Linked DNA regions of Mus musculus: region 1 is linked to region 2. A link is a contact called in public promoter capture Hi-C data. All regions are on one chromosome and are shown on one strand. Each heading gives the region's core, a stretch centred on a gene start, on an enhancer-like site or on the middle of the called end of the contact. The rest is flanking DNA. Distances are from core to core; before and after follow the strand shown.

Region 1 (5,974 bases), core at 1,857-4,356, 310 kb after region 2:
GTGTTGAAATAAAGTAACCAACAAGACCATTTAAGCCATTTATGCATAAAAACATAAAAATGTTACTAAGAAAAAAAAAACAAATCAAAACAGGATATGGGATGCTATGCAGAATAAGAAAATACTTCTTATAAAAACAAACAAAGTCAGCCTGGGCATAGGACAGCTTGTATGCAGTAAGATAAGATGAAGATGCTGAGGGCCAACGGTACTTCAGTAAGGAAATGAGCTATGAAGAAACAGGAAGCTTAAGTCACCCTCCCTCCTAGGTGTGGAATCTTACATACATAACAAAATGTTTGCAAGCAGGGGCGTGGTGGCACAGCCTGTAATCCCAGCAGAGGCAGAGGCAGGCGGATTTCTGAGTTCAAGGCCAGACTGGTCTATAAACTGAGTTCCAGGACAGCCAGGGCTACACAGAGAAACCCTGTCTCGAAAAACAAAAAACAAACAAAAAAAATGTTTGCTATTTTGGACTCTGAACAAAATTAATCAAAATAAAAAAAAAAAATCAAGTCAAATAAAGTTTAGTCTCTTAAAAACAAAAGATAATGGAACATCCTTTCTCTATAGGTATGTGAAGAGGGCTCTTCTGCAAACTGGATCAGAGACGTAAGTAAGCTGACCTAAAACTGCTTGGAGAAAATGAACCAAGCCTGAGTAAAGCCTGCCACAGAAAGCACTTAACGAATGCGGTACTTTTCCACTCTTGTAATCCTGGCGATACCATGGTTGTCTATGAGCTTCCTGTGCAGAGACCAATCAGTGCCCAGAGCACTTCCTGTGCAGAGACCAATCAGTGCCCAGAACACTTCCTGTGCAGAGACCAATCAGTGCCCAGAACACTTCCTGTGCAGAGACCAATCAGTGCCCAGAACACTTCCTGTGCAGAGACCAATCAGTGCCCAGAACACTTCCTGTGCAGAGACCAATCAGTGCCCAGAGCACTTCCTTTGCAGAGACCATCGTTAGTGCCCTGACACCATCTTGGAAGATGGCTGAGGACTTCGAGGTCTCTGCACTGGCCATCTTATGTATTCAGAAAGGGGAAGATTTCCCTTTTTGCAGGGAACTGAAACATACAAAAGTTCACTCTGATTCACAGAAGGAATCTGCATAGAATGAATGTTTACAAGATCTTTTTTTTGGGGGGGGGGGTTTCAAGATGGTCTCACTAAGTAGCTTTGGCTTTCTTGGAACTCACTATATAGACCATGCCTTGAACTCAAGAGATCCACCTACCTCTGCCTCCCAAGTGCTGAGACTAAAGGTGTGTGCCACCTGCCCAGCTAAAACATCCCTTTTAGTGGACATCTGAAAAAGATGAGTGACAATAAGCCTTCCAGAATGCAGTAGTGCAGCAGTGACTGGGCTCGGCTGCACCAAGTTCTTGGTAGGGGGTGTGACCTACCTTGCTTCTTAATGGCTCTAAGTCAATGTGCCCTGAAGCTTGCCCCAGACCAGTGGAGAAATTACAGGTGGGAGCTACATTAATTAGAACTTCAGTTAAGGTAGTAAGAGGGTGGACTAATAAAATGATCCAGGAAATCAAATCCACAGACAGACAGACAATTTCTCTAGTACCTTCATTCTTCCAAATGGCGAAAAGGTGTTCTTGGGCGCTGCTTGGGGTCAGGTACCCTCGTTTCCCCATCTGAGCCTTGTCAATTCCTGGAGCTTCCGGCACTCCTTCTGTAGTGAGATAGACCCATATTCCCCCCATTCTTTCAACAACCGTAAACATCATTCTACAGAGAAGCAGCTCCTCAGCCCGGATCTCCACCCACACTCTGATTTCGGGAGTAACGAACACAAGACACTATTATATAAAACCAGAGTGGAAGAATACACCAGGGCATTCCCACTCGCTCATATTACTAACATAACTATTTTCACTTTTAAACTTTCTTTTCTAGTGCTTTGGTTCATGTAAATACCGTACATGACATTGAGACTGTGCCAGGTTGGTGGCACAGGCCTGTCACCCCAGGACTTAGGAGGACGAGGCGGAGGATCATTAGTTCTAGGACAATGTGGGCTACAGTGAGGTATTACTTCAAAAAACCCGAAAATCTTGCATGGATTTATTTTCATCAAAATTCTGTTCATTTGGTGCTATAAGAGGGACACATAGACAATTGCTATATAGCTTTCATCTAAACACTTTTTTGCTTGTTACTGAGACAACCTTAAGTAGCCCAGGTTAGCCTTGAAGTCCTGATCCTCCTGTCTCCACCTCTCAAGTGCTGGGCTTAGTCTATGCAACCATGCCCAGCTCCAATCATCATTTCTATGGCTGCACGATACTCTACTGAGGAGATTTCCTAATTTATTTAACCACACTCTTCTATTTGGACATTCAGATTGATTTCAGTGTTAGCTTTTCTAAATGAACATTATTGGGCTAGGATATAGATAAGTGTTGAATAGGCACCTAGCATGAATGAGGCCTTGGAAGAAAACAAGCAGCATTGTCTCATGGACCCAGGACCCAGCAGAGAGGGTCAGGGAAACAGTAGTAAATGTGGGGAGGTGATTTTTCAATTGTGTGAGTGTGAGGACATATGTGCCACTGTGCACACACACACAGGGAAGCTGTCTTCTCATTGCTTTTGGGAGTTGGTTCTCTTCAGCTACTATGAGTCCTGGGACTAGAACATAGATTTGGGCCCTAAGCACTTTCATCCACTGAGCGCCTGTGTGAAGATGTCTACAGATCTGAATAGACTGATTTAAGAAATATCACACTAGTAGGTGAGGTTGGCTTCTTGGACTAGGCAAGATCCTCTGAGACCCTGATTGCTAGCTCTGCCCACATCAAGTAGAAAATTGTATTGAGGCTCCCGTGTAAGAAGCTGATCTTGACACTGAGATGAGGAACAAAGGTAATTTAAGTATTCTGTAGCCTCACAATTGTGAGCATTTTCTGGGATGCCTTAACTGAAGTGAAGCATTGCTCAATTTTCCCTCCTCTGGATTTATCAAGGAACTGCTGGAGCTGCTTCTCTGAAGCAGGAAGAAAGTCTGCTCAACAGTCAGAGTCCAGGCTGCTGGCAGCCCTGCTGAGCCACGGAATGAGGCGGCGCGCCTGAGGCTCAAGGCGAGGGCTGAAGAGTCTATTGACCATGGTGGAAGGACTAGGGAGGTTTTTGGGCGAGAACAAATGTCTTAGGAGTACACTTCAGCAAATAGTTTCTGTTAGCTTGTGGCTTTGCTTCCCATGGCACTCTGGTACAAGAAGGCAATGAGAAGTACACTCGAGGCTGGTGTGGTAATGACCTGCAGCCCTCCCATATGTGTCTCTTTTTCTTTTTTTCTGTCTTTCCTATAGTCATCCTCACTCCCCACTGTCATGTGTGTACTGAGCACCCTCAAGTGTGGCAAACACAATCACAGCACAGTTCTTTACAGTACAGATGACTGCCAGCTGGTACACACACTTCACATATTCTCAACTAGCCACAAACAATGCTGTTTTGCCCTGTTCTATACTTTTGGTTAGCTTCTCCATTACACTGATTATTTATTTATTTATTGTGGAGTGAGTGTGTAGCCGTGGGCGGGTGAAGGTCAGAGGACAACCTTCAGGAGTCAGCCCTCTCTTCCCACCCTGTGGTTGCTACAGGCTAACTCAGACTGTCAGGCTTGGCAGGAAGCATCTTTACCTGTTGAACCAACCATCTTGCCGGCCCAATTGTGTGCAAATAACATATTTAAGAATTGTTTATGCTGGGTGTGGTAGCACACACCTTTAACCCATCACTTGGGTGGCAGAGGTAAGAGGATCTCTGTGAGTTCAAGGCCGGCTTTATCTATGTAGTGAGTTTCAGATCAGCCAGGACTATGCATCAAGACCCTGTCTCAAACTCCCTCCTCCCTAACCAAAAAAAAGAGTCATTAAATAAAAAACTAACAAGTAAATAAGGAAACAAAACAAAAAACAACCAAAACAAGGACTATCTTCTACAGATTTCTAGTGTCCAGACTTCTGGATGTACCTTATTCTTACAGTTACAGCAAAATATTACCTCAGATGAATGAAAGGAACTGAAAGGCTACTTTATCTTTGGACATGTGCCCCAACTGGAGTTATTATTGAAAATTCTGAACATTTCTGTTTTTAGTGTATTAGCATTTTCTAGGACAATCTAGAGGGTCATGGTTGCAACTGTCAAGCGGTGCTAAGAGAAGATGTTTCTATGGCCGTTTGCAGGTAAGTGGAGGAAAATCCACTCTTGTGCTATTAGCTGCTCACTATCAAAGAACATGTGCCTAAACAGGGTATGGATCCCACTCTAGGTCCTAGGATACAGAAAGGCCATGAGCAAAATAACTGGCAAGTTTCAAATTAGGTTTGTAAGTTATCAGTGCCACCCTAGTGCTGATGGATGCCTACGGCGATCTAAAAGGTTACAAATGAACCAACTGGAAGACGACTTCATGGGAACTCACACTGTGCTTGCTACCCTGAATTTGCTCTACAATAAAAGGTCTATCAAAAACCAGTGCACAGATTTGTATTTACAGCAAACCTTGCTGGAGTCAGCATGGGCTGGGTACCCAGGAATGCATTTCCCTGCCTACTCCATAGTCCCAAGCCCTGGACAAGGCTCACCCATGTTATCTGCTGTGCATTGTCATGGATGTGGTGGCCTCAGCTCGGGGTGGCCTCTGCTACTGCCACTATGTGAGCTGCCAACAGGTCTGAGAAGCGGCCTCTCTGAGCCTCTCACGGCACACACCAGAGCCAACCGCAAGCTCAGGCTGCTTTTTCTGACTTGGCATACGGAATATACGATAAAAAAGGAATCGGAGGGTCTAGTACACGCACAGCAAAACACGTACTCGTCTCAGGACTTCTCAAAATACCTTATTTAATTCTCATTTCAGAATTAAACAACAAAAACCACATTAAAAAAGGAAAGTTGCTCATCCCGGCTTTTTCTCTACGACCCAAATGTGGAGCATAAGACACCTCTGACTACAGGGACCGTGGCGAACTGTCAGGAGTGACTGGAAGGAAGTCCTCAGGTTTTACTGAGTTCTTTCAATTTTTAAATATTATTCAAAATAAATCCTTGCTTGCTACATAGTGAAATACTTAAAACACTTGCCAGGCAAAACTAAAAGTTCTTATTCAGTAACCTTTGGATTGCTGGGTGTTGTGACACATGCCTGTAATCCCAGAATTTCAGCATGATCAGGAGGTTAAGGTCTGTATCTAGTACAAGAAACGCTATCACAAAACAAAACAAAATCTTTCAAAGAAACAACCACATCCTGCTAGCACTAAAAGGCAGGATTGAGAGTCTGACATCAGCCTAAGATCTTGTCTCAAAACACCCAACCCAAAGCCAATGATTTGAGAACGTAGGCACCTGTAAGCACTCTCATAGCACGGCCTTGCTGCTGCCCCTTCCCAGTGACAGCCCTGGGGTGGGTCTTCCCCAAGCTCTCCCTCCCAGAGGCCTCAGGAGGCTGAAAGCACCTGAAGCCACAGGTGAGAACGTGGCCGACGCGGCTGCTTACCTGGGAGTTCTGTGCCCTCCTGGTCTGATTTCTTGTGCACCGTGGCTGGGTATGTGATGATTAGTTTACTATTGTGCTCCTTTCGAACCACCGACCGTCCCGTCCTACACACAGGGAGATTTGCAGAGAGAAACAAAGCCGCGTGAGACATTCAGGAACACTGCTGAGTGACTGGCCAAGGCCACCTCAAACAGGGGACGGGAACGACTGAGGGCCAGCACTCACTTGCAGTGTGGACACTGCTTCGCAGCCATGTGTGTCTTCCAGAACTGAGCGACAAGTTTGCTTCTGCTCTCGCACACATTTTTCACCTGTTTCAAAAGCCAGAGAATATTAGAATGACTTATTTTTAGGTAAGGTCTCACTTTGTAGCCCAGACTAGTCTCAAATTTGTCACCTTGCTTCAGCCTCTCACGAAACGGGATTATACATGTGTACTGCTGTA
Region 2 (6,288 bases), core at 1,321-3,820:
GGGCAGGCTCTGCTCGGCAGCAGAGAGAAAACAGTAGTGCACAGCCACCATGATTCAGGCCCTTTCGGCCTGAGACTCCTGGCTGCCCAAGGAGTCCTGTCATTTGATTCTGATCTGGAAGGAACCCGGCAGACACCAGGCTGGGCTGAGGGAGACCTGTGGCTTTAGCGTCTCAGGTTAGAAGAGCAGAGACAGCCAGCAGTCAAAACAAACAGACAAACCAATGAACCAACCCAGTCTCACTGACGGTCCAGTCCCTCATCTTTGTGTGCTAACGAGCTGCTGGGCTCTCAAGAGTTAGAGGGAGCAGGATAGTTCAGACTCAGGCTTCCGACTCGGTATGGATTCAAACAGCTTTTCTCTCACTCCCTTCTGCTGGCTATTTTCTTCCACCAGAAGTTTTGGTTCTCTTGTGGGCAGAGTGGATTTGCCTCCCTGAATTGTCATAAAGATGAAAGATAAAAAATGTATGTGGTCACTCCCTATGTAGTGGTAATTCTCCGCCCCTGGCTGCCCAGCATGTCTTTCCTGTAGACTAAGTTCTAAGCATTGGCCTTCCCTTCCTTTCCCAGCTTCACTCCTGAGCCATGGTACAGCCATTCAAAGGGTATGGAACCTTCCAGCGGCACTGCTATGCTCTTCCAGCGTAACCTGAAAAAGTTGTCTCAGTTGGGGAGGTTTTACTAAATGAGTGGATTTTCTTGGAGTGTATCTGTGCCATTTCATACAAAGCAAAGATGGAGCTGCTATGAGAACTGAGAGCCTGTTTATCCCAGCACCTCCATGGCTTTGTGAAATTCTTAATGCTGTCTTTATAGGGCCACTCATGCATCCCCAAACCAGATCAGTTCCTTGACAGAGGTCAGTGGGGTTGAGTCTCCTAAGCTTTATACCACCAGGGGGCGCTGCCCAGCTGGTTTCTGTCCAGCTTCTCAAGGAAGCTAACGGGAATCGGAGAACGGGGAGTACCAGGAGAGACCTGGTTTGCATTCAGCTGGCCTCGGCCTGAAATCTGTGGCCTGGTAAGCTGAGAATGGCAGTCACAGGCATTCTTCCCATCAATTAGGCTACTTACATTTCTCTTCTGTTCCTCAGAACACCCTTCCATCCTGTGACTGCCAAGTTCAGATCCTCAAGTTGCCCAAAGGGAGACGTGGGGGTGGTGGGTGTGTCTACCCAACACAGATGTCATCCCTATCACTGCTCTCTTTCCTTCCATTCCGACAAATTACAGTGGTCTTTCCCTTCTTTTGGAAGACATTAGAAAAGGGCTGGGGTTCAGCTTTCGTGGAGCCCGTTGTTAGGAATGGCATCCACTCACGTGGAGGCATCTAACACACTAACTGCCACGGGCAACACAGCTTGTGACTCTGCCCAACTCTAGCTAAGCCCCGAGTTATAGTTTCACTACACCAGTGTGTCAAGGGTCACCATTCAAATGCCATATACGATCTCCTTTCATCCTTTTAATGACACTTGCCTCAAAGGAGACCATTGGAGGAAGGCTCGGTGAAGAGAGCAACTCTACGTGGCAGCACAGGGGAAGGTGTGTGCAGAGGGTCCCGAGAGGGCCTCCCCGTCAGCCTCTTCTTTCTAGTAGGATTTCCAGTGGAATAGGGGCCTGGGGGTCTGGAGAGTGAACTCTACCTCTGGGGCCAATTGGCATCAGGCTCTGTGCTCAATCAATTGTTATCATTCCCAGGAGGAAGGTGTGGTTGTGACCCCTATCCTGGGCATAAGGAGCCAGAGGTGCCGAGGGACAGCACGACGAATGCCAAGGTCGCTCAGTAAATGGCAACCTTGAGCTCTGGACCTAAGAATTCTGTCTGCTTGAGGAGCTGTCCTGCCCTGGCTGATAACATTAGCGCAGCTACTGATGACCTGGCACCTCCTGTGTGGCGGCTTTCACAGCCAGGCTGTGACAAGCATGGGTGTTCTCCAGATTCCTCATTTCATAGATGAGTAAATCTGGGTTTAGCAGGGCGCTTCGGGTAAGATGACTTAAGATCTTCACCGACGTTACATCTGCTAAACCAGACATTTGCATCTCTCAGTTTCCCAATGTCCGGTGTTCTGTTCCTAAGGCCTCTGCCCCAGCAAATAGGGGCAAGAAGGGAGAAGGCCTTCTTGCAGTTGGATGACAATGACCAGCCACTCTGGGGTTCTTCTCTCCCACTTATCTTTCCCTCCCAGAAGCTCTGGGATTTCTCCCTCTGTTGGACAGTTCGGGTGGGAGGTAGAAGGGAAGGTTCTGGATGGGAAAGGTCGGCGCTGCGTCACCCCCACCCCCACCCCAGGCCAACAAGGCTGGGCAATGAAGGGCCACAGCGATTAGCAGCCACGTGCTCGGGACTGTAGTGGACAGTGCGGACTGTTTTTGGAGAGAGAAGGCGCGCCCCCAACTTGGGTAGGGGGCAGAGAGGGCGAGCAGGAGGAGGCAGGTTCCGGCACAAGGCATGAGGGGTGGGGGGAGGCCGAGAGCACGCGGACAAAGGAGGCGGCCCTCAGCCCAGCTGTTTTGAAAAATGCTTCCTGTTTCTTTAAAGGCGCTCGCTGCTCGGGCGGCCTGGGCTCGGGAGGCGGCAGCGGCGGCGGCGGGAGCTGCCTCCTCTCCGGGCGGGCGGCGCTGAGTGATCTTGCGAACTGGGCTTCTGTGTAAACTGAGGCTAAACAAACACAGATGGAGCGCAGCGGGCGTTCTGCAGAAATGCTGGCAGGGCGGCAGCGACTTCAGATGACACTCTGAGCTCTCCCGGGGAACCGGCAGCCTCCAAGGCTTCACGGAGCCGGAGGCGCAGCTGCCCCGGGAGTGGGGGTGCGAGGGAGGGACCCGGGGAGGGAGGGTAGGAGGAGAGAGCGCGGCGACAAGGCGGCGCTCAGCGCGGCGGCCACCCGGCACAGCCAGGCGCGCGGCGTGCAGAGTGATCGCTGCGGGCGCGCGTCCCGGGCAGTCCCACGCCCCAGCCTCACGCCGTCCTCGCCATGAAGCACATCCCGGTCCTCGAGGACGGGCCGTGGAAGACTGTGTGCGTTAAAGAACTGAACGGCCTCAAGAAGCTCAAGCGGAAAGGCAAGGAGCCGGTGCGGCGCGCGAATGGCTATAAAACTTTCCGATTGGACTTGGAAGCTCCCGAGCTCGGCGCCACAGTCAGCACCACCGCCGCCACCAACGGGCTTCGGGACAGGACACAACCGTTCCCGATCGCGACCCCAGTACCAGCCTCAGTGGCGCCGGCGGTTCCTCCAGGTGGAGGCACAGACACAGCCAGGGAATTCCGGGGCATCAGAGCGCCTGAGGTCTCTGACGCGCGCAAACGCGGTTTCGCTCTGGGCACAGTGGGACCGGGACTACCCACGCCACCGCCGCCTCCCGCATCTCAGAGCTTGGCACCCGGGGATCCCGAGGCGCACTCCTTCCGCGAGCAGGCTCTGCGTCCCCGCATCTTGCTGTGCGCCCCTCCCGCGCGTCCCACACAATCCGCGCCTCTCGCACCCCCAGCGGCGCCACAAGAGTCCCCCGTGCGCCCTGCGCCCCCCACGCGCCCGGGGGAAAGTTCCTACTCGTCAATTTCACACGTAATTTACAATAACCACCCGGATTCTTCCGCGTCGCCTAGGAAACGGCCAGGCGAAGCGACCGCCGCCTCAACGGAGATCAAAGCCCTGCAGCAGACCCGGAGGCTTCTGGCCAACGCCAGGGAGCGGACGCGGGTGCACACCATCAGCGCAGCCTTCGAGGCGCTGAGGAAGCAGGTACTCACTAACCGCCGCGGGGTTAGAGTGGCAGAAGTGGGTGGGTGGGTGGTCCCAGGGTCGGAGTTAGGATAAAAGGAATCCCACAAAGCAGGCAGATTAGAGTTATCATTGTTGCAACTTTTTAGTTTGTAAAGTGGGCGAAATCTAGGGATCTCTGGCCTAGACACGCCCCTGTTCCCCAGGAGTAACCGCGTCTGACCTCAGGTCTTGTAGTTGACTTGTGCAGCGAGTATTTGTCTTCTGGTCCCTTGGGCTTGGTGGGGAGTACGGGGGGGGGGGGGGGATGTGGGAATCTTCCCCTGGCAGGGGAAGGGAACAGAGCACGACCTTTCCGCTCTGTGCACTTGGCATGCTTGGGGTCTCGGCCCCCTGTTGGTGTCACCGAGGCACACAGCATCACAGAGGTGCGCTCCTGGGGGCCCTGGAATGTAAAGGGCGACCCAGGAGGCGGGGGTGGGGAGGTGGGGGTGGGGGGTGGGTAGGGGTAGGGGGTGGGGCTTGTCAGCGCCTCTCAGCTCCTGTTTCCATGGTCACTTCAGCTTGCTTCTAGGATCTCTGCTTTACCTAGTTCCCGGAGTCCGTTATGACCGGGCTACAAGGCTGTGTTTCTTTCAAACACAGCTTCAGGAACTTTCCCAGGAGATCCTGCCCACCGCTGCCCTTCCTCTTCACACCAGTCACCTCCTGGGGGGCCAGGAGACTGCTGGGGATTCTCTCAGGGGTCGGGGTGGAGCCAACAGAGCCGAGCTCTGGATAAGCCAGGGGGCTCCTCTTTAGTTACTGGGGGCAGACTGCCCTCACCTGACAGCATCTATTGGGAAAACTAAGGAACATTTGACTAGAGAATTACCATGGCAGAGGGGGCAGCTGACAGTTCCACTTAAGATAAGCTTAGTTCTTCCCCAGAACTCTCTGGTTTCTCACTTTCTTAGAGAGGAGTAAGATCTGCAAAGGGTGTGGGATGGGCCCTCTCATTCAGGTCACATAAGAGGTTGGAATGGGTGGTGGATGTTACTTCTTTAATGGATGAAACTTTTGTTTGTTTGTTCTGCCACTGATTAGCTGTTTGTCTCCTGGAAAGTTACTCAACCTCTCTGGGCTTTAGCCAGTAGCATCTCTCTCGCTCAGACTCCCTTCTATGGGTAAAGTCAGGCATTGGAGACTTAGTCCTTCCATGAGTTGAACATGGGACGCCTAGGAGAAAGTGACCCTAGTGGCTTTTGAACCTGGGTTTGGGAGAAGCGTTTGGTGGAGGCAGGGTGGCTGTCACTGCCTGCAGATACATCAGCTGTTCCCTAGGCTGTGGAGCCATCCATGTCACCCTGGGCCAGCTGCTGTGTGCCTGCATGCCTGCGCAGTGACAACCTGTGGGGTATCTTGCAGATGACAGAGGGCAGGGAGTTGCCTGTATATCTGCTTTGCTTGTGGTGAGGTGAACCCCTCCTGAACTGAGGGGGTTCGTGTGCCCCAAACCTCTCCCTCAGCTCCTTTTCTCTGCCTCCAGCTGCTGCCTTCAACTTTACTTAGGGAGAGCATTCATGCCTGTGTGCTTGCCTGTGTCTCTCGTGTCCTGTGCCTTTTCTGTCTACAAGGACTCCTATTTTATGTAATCTTAACGTCAGGATTGGATAGACCCATTTCATCGTAAGCAATACTGAGGCCAGGGGAAGGTACGAGACTCACCCAAGATCATCTTGTAGTGAGCAGTTCATGGAAAGTTTATGTGGCTACAATCTTCCCACTGGGTGGTGCCCTTGTTGACTTTCAGATGAGGTTTCGTTCTGCTGTCTGTAGGGGAAGTTCTGACACAAGCATCAAATTCAAAGTGTCCTGACGAAGGTTAGCCCAAGTATTTTAAAAGAGACTTAGTGTGCACACAGATGTAGTTAAATGTATGTACATGTGTTGAATATATCTACCCAAAGGACGCTTGTGCGCGCGCGCGTGTGTGCGCGCGCACACACACACACACACACACACACACGTCTCTTGTTTCTTTTTCCTAGCCCCAACCATTCTGTCCTTTCCCTAAAAGGGTTGCTGGGTCCCATTGGACATCATCTTGTTGACTGAGAAGGACAGAGATCTAGAGAAGGGCTGAGACTGTCCCCACCCTGTCCCCACCACCAGGCACTCCCAGGGAAGGAGTGTCTCCCTGCCCTGGAGCTTACCCTCCTGGACTTTCTGTGTGGCTGGGGACAGTCCTCTGTGGGCCTTGGCTGCTCAGGTTGCATCATGACGTTATCCTCTACCTCACATTGAGCTCTTCTGCACCAAGAGCAGGCAAGGTCCATAAGGAAGAAGAAGAAGAAGAAGTCTCAAATGTGTGTCTTCAGGGGCCTGGGCACTGAGCAGGGCAGGGCTCTACAGGACAAGGCAGTATGGATGCTTTATTATACCCCCCTCCTCCTTTTTTTTTTTTTTTTGACAGGGTCTCTCTATGTACTCTTTGTTGGCCTGCAGCTAAACTTGTTATATAGACTAGGCTAGCCTGGAATTTATAGAAATCTCCTTGCTTTTGCATCTGCCTCC

The links. Promoter capture Hi-C pulls out the DNA fragments that hold promoters and counts their contacts.
Region 1: a promoter capture Hi-C map of liver shows a contact between it and region 2, with 4 times the contacts expected there. The contact joins the enhancer-like site here to the promoter of Atoh8 in region 2. A contact is called at or near these places in 21 of 39 promoter capture datasets (the 3T3-L1 cell line, 3T3-L1-derived adipocytes, the C10 cell line and 14 more), 2 of 15 datasets of contacts at CTCF or cohesin (the NIH/3T3 cell line and large pre-B cells), 19 of 484 Hi-C or Micro-C datasets (the AML12 cell line, the C2C12 cell line, Sertoli cells and 11 more), 17 of 115 datasets of contacts at active chromatin or transcription factors (the NIH/3T3 cell line, astrocytes, bone marrow-derived dendritic cells and 11 more) and 4 of 9 other capture datasets (adipose tissue, embryonic stem cells, liver and 1 more).

The regions. Positions count from the first base shown.
Region 1 is chr6:71,920,308-71,926,281 of GRCm38.p6, reverse strand. Polr1a (polymerase (RNA) I polypeptide A) reads right to left here. Exons shown (of 34, transcript NM_009088.3): 5 at 5,755-5,840; 6 at 5,530-5,633; 7 at 1,585-1,692. Among named protein-coding and RNA genes, the nearest start is that of Polr1a, 14 kb to the right of the region's middle. Within about 2 kb of position 3,106, at least 5 of the 459 cell types and tissues checked have an H3K27ac peak or open chromatin away from gene starts, as enhancers often do.
Region 2 is chr6:72,231,859-72,238,146 of GRCm38.p6, reverse strand. It overlaps Atoh8 (atonal bHLH transcription factor 8), which reads left to right and starts at 2,570. Exons shown (of 3, transcript NM_153778.3): 1 at 2,570-3,753. The coding sequence starts at 2,983. Gm52906 (a long non-coding RNA gene) reads right to left here. Exons shown (of 3, transcript XR_003956452.1): 2 at 5,928-6,024; 3 at 5,419-5,586.